Regions from separate parts of the Sus scrofa genome. Here region 2 is linked to region 1. A link is a contact called in public HiChIP or PLAC-seq data. All regions are on one chromosome and are shown on one strand. The core of a region is the stretch at or near the end of the contact, and the rest is flanking DNA. Distances in the headings are between cores, read along the strand shown.

What was found. HiChIP or PLAC-seq counts read pairs in DNA pulled down with a chosen protein or histone mark.
Region 2: a contact with region 1 is called in an H3K27ac HiChIP or PLAC-seq map of alveolar macrophages. The contact joins the promoter of OTUD4 here to the promoter of SMAD1 in region 1. A contact is called at or near these places in 1 of 47 Hi-C or Micro-C datasets (heart right ventricle) and 1 of 2 datasets of contacts at active chromatin or transcription factors (alveolar macrophages).

What each region holds. Positions count from the first base shown.
Region 1 is chr8:82,985,622-82,990,868 of Sscrofa11.1, reverse strand. SMAD1 (SMAD family member 1) reads left to right here and starts at 2,960. Exons shown (of 7, transcript NM_213965.1): 1 at 2,960-3,143.
Region 2 is chr8:83,237,847-83,243,049 of Sscrofa11.1, reverse strand. It overlaps OTUD4 (OTU domain-containing protein 4), which reads right to left and starts at 2,291. Exons shown (of 21, transcript XM_021100662.1): 1 at 1,939-2,291. The coding sequence starts at 2,097.

The DNA.
Region 1 (5,247 bases), core at 1,711-4,210:
AAGCCGCATTTGTGACCTACACCACAGCTCACAGCAACACCGGATCCTTAACCCACTGAGCAGGGCCAGGGATCGAACCTGTGTCCTCATGAATAGTAGTCGGGTTAGTTGCTGCTGAGCCACGATGGGATCTCCGAGAAAGGGTTTTGAGTGAAGACCAGTGGGAGGTGAGGGAGAGGGCCATGAGGGAAGGGCTTTCCAGGGAGAAAAGCACTGGTGCACAGGCCCTGAGCTGGGAGTGTGCCCCAGTGGTCCCAGGACTTGTGAGGAGGCCACGATGAAGTGAGCAAGGGAGGGAGTAGGAGACCAGGTCAGAATGGAAAAGAAAGGGGGAAGGAAAATTCATGTGGGGGCTTAGACACATTCTGATAATTTTTATTTTGAGTGAAAAGGAGAGCCAAGGGAGGATTTTTCAGTTTTGTTTTTGGCTGTGCCTACAGCATGTGGAAGTTCCCAGGCCAGGGATCGAGCCCACGCCATCACAGCAGCCTGAGCTGCAGCAGTGAGAGTGCTGGGTTCTTAACCTGCTGTGCCACAAGAGAACTGCCAGGGGGAGGGTTTTTTGATACCACGGCATTAACATGCAAGCCACATTCAAGTTTTCACAGTTGTCCCGATAACGTCATTTTTTAAAAAATCCAATTATTTTTTTCTTTATTGGCCGCCCCGTGGTATACGGAGTTCCTGGGCCAGGGATCAGATCCTAGCTGCGGTTGGGCCCTATGCTGGAGCTGCAGCAATGCTGGATCATTAACCCACTGTGCCTGGTCAAGGATCAAACCTGCGTCCCAGGGCTTCAGAGATGCCACTGATCCCGTTGCGCCACAGCGGGAACTCCAAAAAGGTCCACTTTTCCAGGACCATTTAAAGAAATGACCAGCACAAGGGGCAAAATCAAATTTCATAGCATGCATAGTATTAGTAATTATCATTTGTGGCTACTAGGACTGTGCTGAGAGATGTCATCTACAGGTTGAAAAAATTACCAAAATACCAGTTCTATGTCTTTTTATAGGTTTCTCCCCAACTCAGGATCCAATCAAGCATCAGTTGCCATTTCTTTCTTTCTTACTTTTTTTTTTTTCAAAAACGGCTTTATCGAAAGAAACTTCACAAGCCACATAATTTGCCCACAATTCATCGGGCTTTAGAATATCCACAGAGTTGTGCAACCATCACCACAAACTAATTTTAGAACATTTTTGTCACACACCCCCCCCCCAAAATCCATAACCTTTAGCGGTCACGTTCCCGCTCCTTATTCTCCCAAACATAGACAACCACCATTCTGTCTCTATAGATTTGCCTATTCTGGATATTTTATTTTTTTGTCTTTTTAACACTGCACTCGAGGCATATGGAGGTTTCCAGGCTAGGGGTCCAATCCGAGCTACAGCTGCTGGCCTACGCCACAGCCACAGCAATGTGGGACCCGAGCTTCGTCTGTAACCTACACCACATCTCACCGCAACTCCGGATCCTTAACCCACTGATGGAGGCCAGGGATCAAACCTGAAACCTCATGGTTAATAGTCGGTTTCATTAATCACTGAGCAACTACGGGAACTCCATTTATATTTTATATAAATGGAAGCTTACAGTCTGTGGGGTTTTTGTCTAGCTTCTTTCACTTAGCATAGGGTTTGCAAGTTTCATCCACGTAGAATGTCAGAACTTCATTCCTTTTTATGACTGAATGTGTTCCATTGTGTGCATACAGCACATTCTATTTATCAAAGGAGGGTTTGAGCACAGTAGTGACCTGTTTGGAGTGGCATTTCACAAGGCTCATTGCAACTGTTGCTGCCAGGGGTAGAGAATGAATTAACTGTCAAATGCTGTTCTTAGGGGAAACAAGACAAGGCCCAAGAATTGACCTGTAAGTGCTCAAATAATTGAACGAAGAAATTAGCAGACATAGTCTGACTATATATAAACAGTATTTTATGTATTTGGGGGGACCTGTTGCATTTCTTTTGAATGATTAAACATGGGATGTAGCAATAAGATGGTTAATAAGTAAGAATTTAAAATGGAATGTGCACATGTAAAGTACATGACAATTGGAGAATACCATTAATTTGACTTAAAAAAAATGATGGTAATAGTTCTTTTGGAACACGTAAATTTACTCCTCAGAATCATTATTCTCTAAACATAACCTTACCCTAATCATCCAAGATTTCAGGCCAGCTTCTAGAGAGCCGGCTAAGAGAAGAAAAAACTCTCATAAACAGACATTTTTAATGTCTGTGCAGATCAGGTGGATGGGAGCTAGTTTAGTTTTATTTTGGGAAGTTGGTGTCAACCAAAAGGTGGCAGAACCTGGATCAAAAAATTGAGAGTTCTGTTGCGGCATCTGTCATTTGGAGCAAAGACGTTAACTACTGGAATCTCTAGATCCTGAAACTGGCATCAAACACATGTATTGATTCAAGGTTTGGGCTAAGTACAAGAAATAGTTACTAGGTTATCCAGTTTTCAGTACGTGCAACTTCTGGGGCTTGCAAATCTTTGAGGAGTGAGGGGCAAGGAAAACTAGACCTAAAAGGCGAGGCTCGAAAGGTGATGATCAAAAATGCACTCTATGTTTAAAATGCGATTCGGTGGGCGGGGTGGCCAAATGTTTCGGAAAATAAACATAGAACGCGGAACTTCCCTTGCAGGTAAGGCTGAGTTGGCTTCACGGGGACCAGAGGAGGCAGGGACAGCCGTTTCGATTCCTAGGAATCAGCGGGGCGGTGGGCGGGGGAGGCGGCGCGGGCCCGGCGCTCGCGCTGGCGGGGCCGGGAATTTGGAGAGGATCCCTGGTCGCGCGGCGGCGGCGGCGGCGCGCGCGGGTGCGCGTGTGAGCGAGCGAGGGAGCGGGAGGGCGAGTGCGCCCGGTATTGGCAGCGGAGGAGTGGAGGCTGGGCGGCTCCGACTCCCTGACGCCAGCGCGACCAGATCAATCCAAGCTCCCGGAGCAAGCGAGCGAGCGGGCGGGCGGGAGGAGGAAGGAGAGGCCGAGCCGCTGAGCCCGAGCCGAGGCGCGGGGAGGGACCCTGCGAGCGCAGCGCCCGGCCGGCCGGACCGGGGCCGCGGGGGACCCCGCTCGCCCGGCCACCTCGTGCGCCCGCGCGGACGGGCGCGCAGCCAACCCGGTAAAACGAAACAGACCCGAACCCAACTTTCTCCTCCGCCGCGTCCCCGCCCTCCCTTCGGCGCCCCGCGGACTTTCCAGCGCCGCCGCCACCGCCTCGGGTTGGGGCGGGCGCGGGCCAGCCGGGTGGCCGCGGTCGTGCACCGGGCCAGTGGTGCGGTTGAGGCGGAGAGGGGGCTCTTCCCCGCGTGGGGCGGACCGGCACCCCCCCCCCCCATGATGGCGCCTCCCGGCAGCTCTAGGGAACCAACCTGCCACCTTCTCTCCCCTCGCGCTCCGCCAGCCAGGCTGGGCTTGGGCCGGAGTGCCCCCTGCGTCTTTGTTGGGTCCCCGGCGGGGACGCCGCGTCCCTTGGCCCCCAGCCTCGCCCCGATCCCTGCCCGCGGCCGGCCCTCGGCGGCCACCCTCCCCCCTCCGCCCGTTTCCCTTTCCCTTCCTGCAGCCGGGCCTGAGCCGTCGGCGCGGCCCGCCGGGCCCATTGTGTCCCGCGCCGGCCGGGCGACCCCTGCGGGAGTCGGAGGGCGGCCGCGGGCGCTGTCCTTTCCGCGAAGTGGGGCTCGCGCGAGGGGGCACCCGGTGCCCTGCGTCCCTCCGGCTTCGGGCCGGGCTCCCTCTTCTGCCCCGGCCAGCCTCTTGAGGGTCGAGGTCAAGGAAAGTTCTCACCTAAATTCTCTCTAATTTAGTCAAAGGTTTGGCTGCACGTAATTTTTTTTTTTCTCTTCCGCCTACCCCCCCCCCCCCCCCGCGCCCCGAGTCTCCAAGTGTCGTCTCATTCCTTTCCCTTTCCCGGATTTGATTGCCTCACTGCATGTGTATTTGTGAGTTCGCCGTGGAACAAGTGTTCATTTACTCTGCGCATGGTCTTTGTTAGTGTTTCTCGGGGTTGTTTCTGCAGGAAGGTGGGGGTGGTGGGTGTGAGAGAGACAGACGTGGGCTTGTTTTTCTAGTTGCTTAATACATATGAAGGCTTCCCAGGGAGAGCGTTTCCTTGATGTACTTTGGGAAGGGAGGAGGAACAGATGCCTGCCGGATCTTACAACTCCAGTAGCTGCGGCTTTTGTTTATTTTGAGGCGTGGACGATGTTTAAATGCACCGTGCAAGATCCCCAGTAAGGCGCTTTCCCTTCTGCAGATCGAGGAGCGTCTCAGAACTGTCTCCTGAGAAAGCACCATTGTCGTGAGAGCTCTGACAGCCGGCCTTTTTCTTTCCGCTGAGGTTCTTTTGCCATTGCAGCTGAAGTTTCAAAGTCTATGGAATGATCCCAGAAGTTGCCTGAGCTCTGTATGCCTTTGCGTTGCTGAAACTCTTCGCGATTAGCTCGATCGCAGAATGCCTTTATTTCAGAGCATATCTCGCTCTCCTTGGCTGTCGTGGATGACGTGCCCACATTCAGGAACACAGTGAGAAAACTGTCTTCTGCCCATGTTGATTTTTCGTCTTGTTTCTAATTACTCCTTTGCACTTTATTGGCGGTAGGTGAGCGGTCTTGGAACCAGGATTTCAGAAGAATTGAGGCAGAATCAATGTTCACCGCCCCAGGATTTTCAGTTAGTATAAATATTTTGCATCAGTGTTATTCTGATGGAGGTGCCAGGCCTAAATCTGCTGTGCTGATTTAAGTATTTGTCCTCTGTCCTCCCTCCCTCTTTGCATTTGCAGTTACTTGATATTTCTGTGCAGGTGGTGTACATTTGTGTAGTATTGCCATTCTTAGGAAACTGTAACCAGGGTCGTGGGAGATGATTTTCTAGAGGTGGGTGATGCCAGAGTCTCTGGAGGATCCGGGCAGGATCGGGTGTCTTCTGAGGGTAGGGATTTGTCCTTGATTTAGTTTTGACCCTTCCAACCATAGGTATGTAACTAAATACATTTTTCCTTCTTGCAGTATCCTTTGGTTTTGTACCTTCGAAGAGCTGATGACCTTTGCATTTTAGAGAAATGATAGTTTTTAGGCGGTTAAAAATGTTACGCTCTTACACCTCTTGGCATTTATTTATTTTTTCCAAGTTCATTAAAGCGTTAAGAGCAGGTAAGCCTCGTTTTCCCCAATACATTTATTAGTTGAAAACTAAATTGCAGTTTGTAATTTTGATTTCTAGTAATT
Region 2 (5,203 bases), core at 1,042-3,541, 250 kb before region 1:
ACAAAAAGTAAATCCTTTGCACATATTTTAAAGGGCAGCCTGAGGTTGCTATTACTTTCTTCCCCTGCCCCCTACAACACACACTGCCTCTGGCCATCAAGGCTACACCTTTAGTCCCTGACTACTGAAAAACTGAGCTTTGCCCCAAGATTCACGGTATTCAACTTTCTAAAAGCTCAGTACATTAAAAGCCAGAGTCACATAATTGGAAGGGTTATTCTCTTAAACCTAACCTAAATCCCATCGAATAAGACACAGTAAAATGGCTTAGCTGAGTTCTTGGTGTAACCAGCTAGCTCTTGTTCCTTTCTACTTAAAAACAGATTCTGTATAATCAAGTTAGCCAATTATCTATGGCATGTAGTACTGAAACCAGAAACACTTTCACGTTATAAGCTAGGATGTGGGATATTTCAACTCCAAATAAGCACCACACTTCCTTTACTTCTATTGGTTGTCACCTCCTTCCTTAGCCAACTCTAGCTAGAGTTAACAACATGTGTCAATAGACAGTTTACTTTCACCTCCTCCTTCTGCTTCTGGAGGTGCTGAGGAATCCAGGAAGGCTGAGGTAGAGAACAGATGGAGATCAGGAAAATTCATGAATGGGACAGTTTATCTACCCAAAGTAAAGACTGGGGTGTGTTGGTGGGAACTCATCCCAAAGCAATGTAAGAACATCCTCAAACTCTAAAAATACTATTGAACTGAAAAAGACAGAGTGCGACTTGGGGAGCTTGGTTCAGAATGTCTGAATGATAAGGCCTGCAACAAATGCAAAGGTATGGACCAGTTAAATCAATTTCTTGTTTTAAAAAAAAGATTTCTTGCTACTATGTGAAAACAAGGGCCTTTGGAAAATAAATGACTGGCCTTTGGAGGTAGAAAAAAATGAGAATAGAGTGGTCTACAGATGTTAAGGAAAACATTTGCTCACGAACAGAAATTTGGAAAACTATTTAGCATTCAAAAAAGGTGAGAGAAAGAGAACTGTAAAGACTCCGAAGGTGGGAGGAGAGGGGAAGGGAGGCGTGGATCTTAAGCCAAAGAAAAGCAAACTGTGAGAGAGGAAATACAAACCAGGGCAGTAATGTGAAACTTTTGTCCAACTATTTCAGCAGCTATTTTTTAATATAGGATGGGTTTTGGTGACTGCATACCTACCAAGTACACAGTGTTATGTAACACGGAATAAGCCCTTTTCCAGAAACACAAAAAATCAGAAATACCCTCCCAAGAACGGTGTTAGAAAGAGATTTCGACCATCAACGGGGAGAAATTCGGTTTAAGGGCCTAAAAGAACCACAGGTATATACAACCTTCCTACCACCAAGAGCGAAACACTTAAGTCAGTCATTTTTCGTATACCTACATTGCCTTACAAAGGATAATAAAGTATGGAATCTACTCAAAGACAATTCTCTTCCAACATTCTCTATTTTCCAAAGTCAGGCTTTTCCCAAACCGCACATTTCCTCCTCCTGATTCGGATGGACCTCGGCGGGCTTGGCTACCCCGCGTTCCAAAGTCCAATAACAGGAAAAAATCACGTTCCCGGAGTCAAGGCTAGTGCACCACCTCCTCTAGTCAACATTAGGTTTACTGGCGTGAACACTGCATATAAAACCAGAGCGGATGAATGCGGAACCGACGGGGGAAACAGCATTTCGCCAAGTCCCCAGCCATCAATCAAGTACACGGGCTCTCAGCAGGCCTCACCGGCTAGCCTCAACTAATTATCCTTTCGCCAGGAAGGACGACAATCAGGTTTTTAAGTTTCGATTTAAAGGTTCCAGACCCAGGGCAGCGCCTCGTTCCGGCGTGACAATGGGCCACTATGACGACAGCTGGGCCACGCGCAGCCGGGCCCGGCCGGCCTGCCGCCTCCCACCCGGCCCCGCCGCCTTCCTCCTCCCCGCCCGGCGGCCGCCACATTACCTGCTCCGCCACGGCCCGGAACAGGCACGACCCGTCCTTGGCGACCAGTTTCCGATACAAGCCCAGTTTCCGAAGATAGGCGTCCATGGGCGTCGCGTCCTCGCGGGGCCCCGCGCCGCCCTGGTCGCCGCCGTCCGGGGCGCCGACGGCCGCCTCCATGTTGCCGGTCGCGCTGCAGGCCCGGCGCGGCGCGGGCTAGCCCCACATGGCAGCGCCGCCGGCTCCTCGACGCCCGGGCCGGGGACGGGCGGCGGCTCGGGCTCGCACTCCGGCTCGGGCTCGGGTTCCGGCTGGTCGGGCGGCGGCGGCAGACGGCGGCCGGGGGCTGCGGTCCGCGCTCATAGGGAGCCCTGCCTAATGCACGGCCGGGCGCACGCGGCCGCCTCCCGAGCGACCACGCGCCCAGGGGCCAGCGGGGGGAATTCACCAACACCCGAGAGCGAGGAGTCACTTCCCTGCGGCCTCGCCGCCCGATTCAGCTACTGGGCCGGGGGTCGCAGCCCGGCCTCCGGGAGGAAACCTCCGCCCCCCGAGCGCGCGGGCCGGATCAGGTGAAGCAAGGCCCGCGGTCCCCGCACAGCCCCCACACCAGGAGCCCAGGAAGCCGAAAGAGAAAGACGCGGCCTTTCGTCTCCCCACCTCGCAGGAGGGCGCCGGAGGGGCGGGGAGCGGGCGGGGGCGCCGGGTGGAGGGCAGCACCCTCGCAGCCCAGAATTTGTTTTCGCTTTCGGCCCGACAGCGGAGAGGACGGTGGGAGGTGTAGTTTACGCGGCTGCAGGAAGTCGGCCTGCGGCGGGCGGGGACGCGTGGCCGGCCTACCCCTGGGAGGCGCCCGCGAGGCACGCGGACTACAAGTCCCTACAGCGCGGGGCCCAAGCCGCCGCCGCCCGGAGCCGGCTTCGCGCTTTCCCCGCACAGCGTCCGCGAGCAGGCCGAGGGTCTCAGCTAGCAGACGCGCCGCGACCTGCGCGCGCTGCCCCGCCCGCCATCCACCCACTGCGCCGCGGGGCCGCGGGAAGTGCGCGCGCCCTGCGTGCGTGGAGTTGCCTGGGACACCGAGGCCGCTGGGTCGGCCCTTTGTGTATTTGCAAACAGAGGGCGCACCTGTCTGCTCCCCTCCCCCTGGCCTCGGCTCCTGGCGTTTCCATGGAGGTGGCTTTAAGGGCTTAAGCAGAAAATAGAGCTAATTGGCGAAGGCTCCTGGAACCGACACCTTGCGGGGCGACACAGACTGTCCATAAATCAACCGTAGACTGCTGATTCCTCTTAGAGGGTAGAAGTACTGCTCAAGCACCGTGGCAGAATGATGCCTTTGCCACAGACCTTGTGGTTCCCCCTCCCCCTCCAGCACAAAGATATGTCGCTGGTCGGAAAAAGAGATTTTCTATTAAAAATTCATCTTGTAATTGTTTAATAAAGTGCTGGACCTGCCCTGGATTCCAGTGCTTGCTGGAACCCAGGGGAAGTTTTAAGCTTGTTGGATCTTCCCGCTCAACTTCCTACCCTCCGAAATTGAATGACTATTTATGCTTTAGAACCCAGAATTTATCCAGCATGTTTTTGTGACACCAGAATTTCATTTACTGAAGAGCATCTGGTGTCCTAATCATTTAAGCACGTGGTTAATCATAAAATCCACACCAGCGGTAAAGCCACGATGCAGCCGGGCGGGGCTGGAGGAACTAAAGGATTATTGTAGGTTTAGACGTGGTCACACTCTTTGCAATGGGGGCAAAGCAGGCCAGATGGTGAGAAGCCAGTGCAAATTACTAAAAACTCTATTTGAGAAATTTGTTTTCAGTACTGGGTGCAATTAATGATTTGTGTATTCACATTTTTAAATGTTAAGTTTCAAAGATTCAATATCCAATTGCGTTTTTAGAGAATACAAAAAAGTATTCTGACCTAAATGAATTTTTTTCCAATATTTAATTTTGTACATTCTGTAGAGAAATAAACACTCAGAATCACTTTTAGAAAAATCTAGATTTAAGCCAAATGTGTTCTTTCCTTAAAAATATGTATACATTGCCTATACTTCTCATTCCACTCAAAAATAACTACCCAGTGTTGTCACTATTTACAGTGTCTGGCTTTTCTTCTTTTAAAACATGGCTTGCTTTTCTTTTTTTTACACCCATGTGGGCATGCAGAAGTTCTCTGGGCCAGAGTTTGAACCCACACCATGGCCATAGCCCAAACCACAGCAGTAACAAATGCTGGATCCTTAACCACTAGGCCACCAGGGAACTCCAAACATGGCTTGCCTTTTAAACCCACAGAGGAACTGAAAAGAAAGTAATACGTAAACTCTAGAGCTTAAATATTTACATATTGAATTCTTTTTTTCTTTCTTTTTCTTTTTGTTTTCTTTCTTTCTTTCTTTCTTTTTTTTTTTTTTTTTTTTTGACATATGGAAGTTTCTGGGCCATGGGATCAAACCAGAGCTACAGCTGCAACCCACACCACACCTGTGGCAATACTGGATCCTTAACACTGTTCAAGGTCAGGGATTAAATCCATGCCCAAGCTACCAGAGACAATGCTAGATCTTAACCTGCCACACCACAGCAGGAACTCCTAAATATTGAATCCTTAAAATGAGTAGATTTGGTAGCATTAATTTAAAAAGCAACAGACTTGCTGATATGCCAAAAGAAAACCACGCCCTTTCTAACATTTATGTTCATATCCCTTCAATAAAAATTCTCATGTTCAATATGTATTTATGGGAAATCTACTGTGTCTAGCATGGTAAGATTGCATTGCTAATTATCTTAAAGATATATTACAAACATTTTCAGGGGCTTTACATTTGAAAATTTATAAAACCTTATTTTGTAATTGAAATATTCATGATTACATTGCTTCAATTCTCTTTTTAGAAGTCATTCAAAACGCTTTGATTGATTTTGGGAGTTCCCATTGTGGCACAGTGGAAATGAAACTGACTAGGAACCATGAGGTTTGGGGTTCGATCCCTGGCCTTGATCAGTGGGTTAAAGATCCGGCGTTGCTGTGAGCTGTGGTATAGGCTGGAGGCTACAGCTCTGATTTGACCCCTAGCATGGGAACCTCCATATGCCACAGGTGCAGCCCTAAAAAGATTATATATATATATATATAAGCACATTTAAATAAGATTAAAATACGGATAAGGCTTAAAATAGAAAATATGCTTGAAAGACTATTAGCTACTCAAAATGAAACATATAAAAAGTTATCAAAGCTTTTTGGTTTTTTTTTTGCTTTTTTTGCCTTTTTT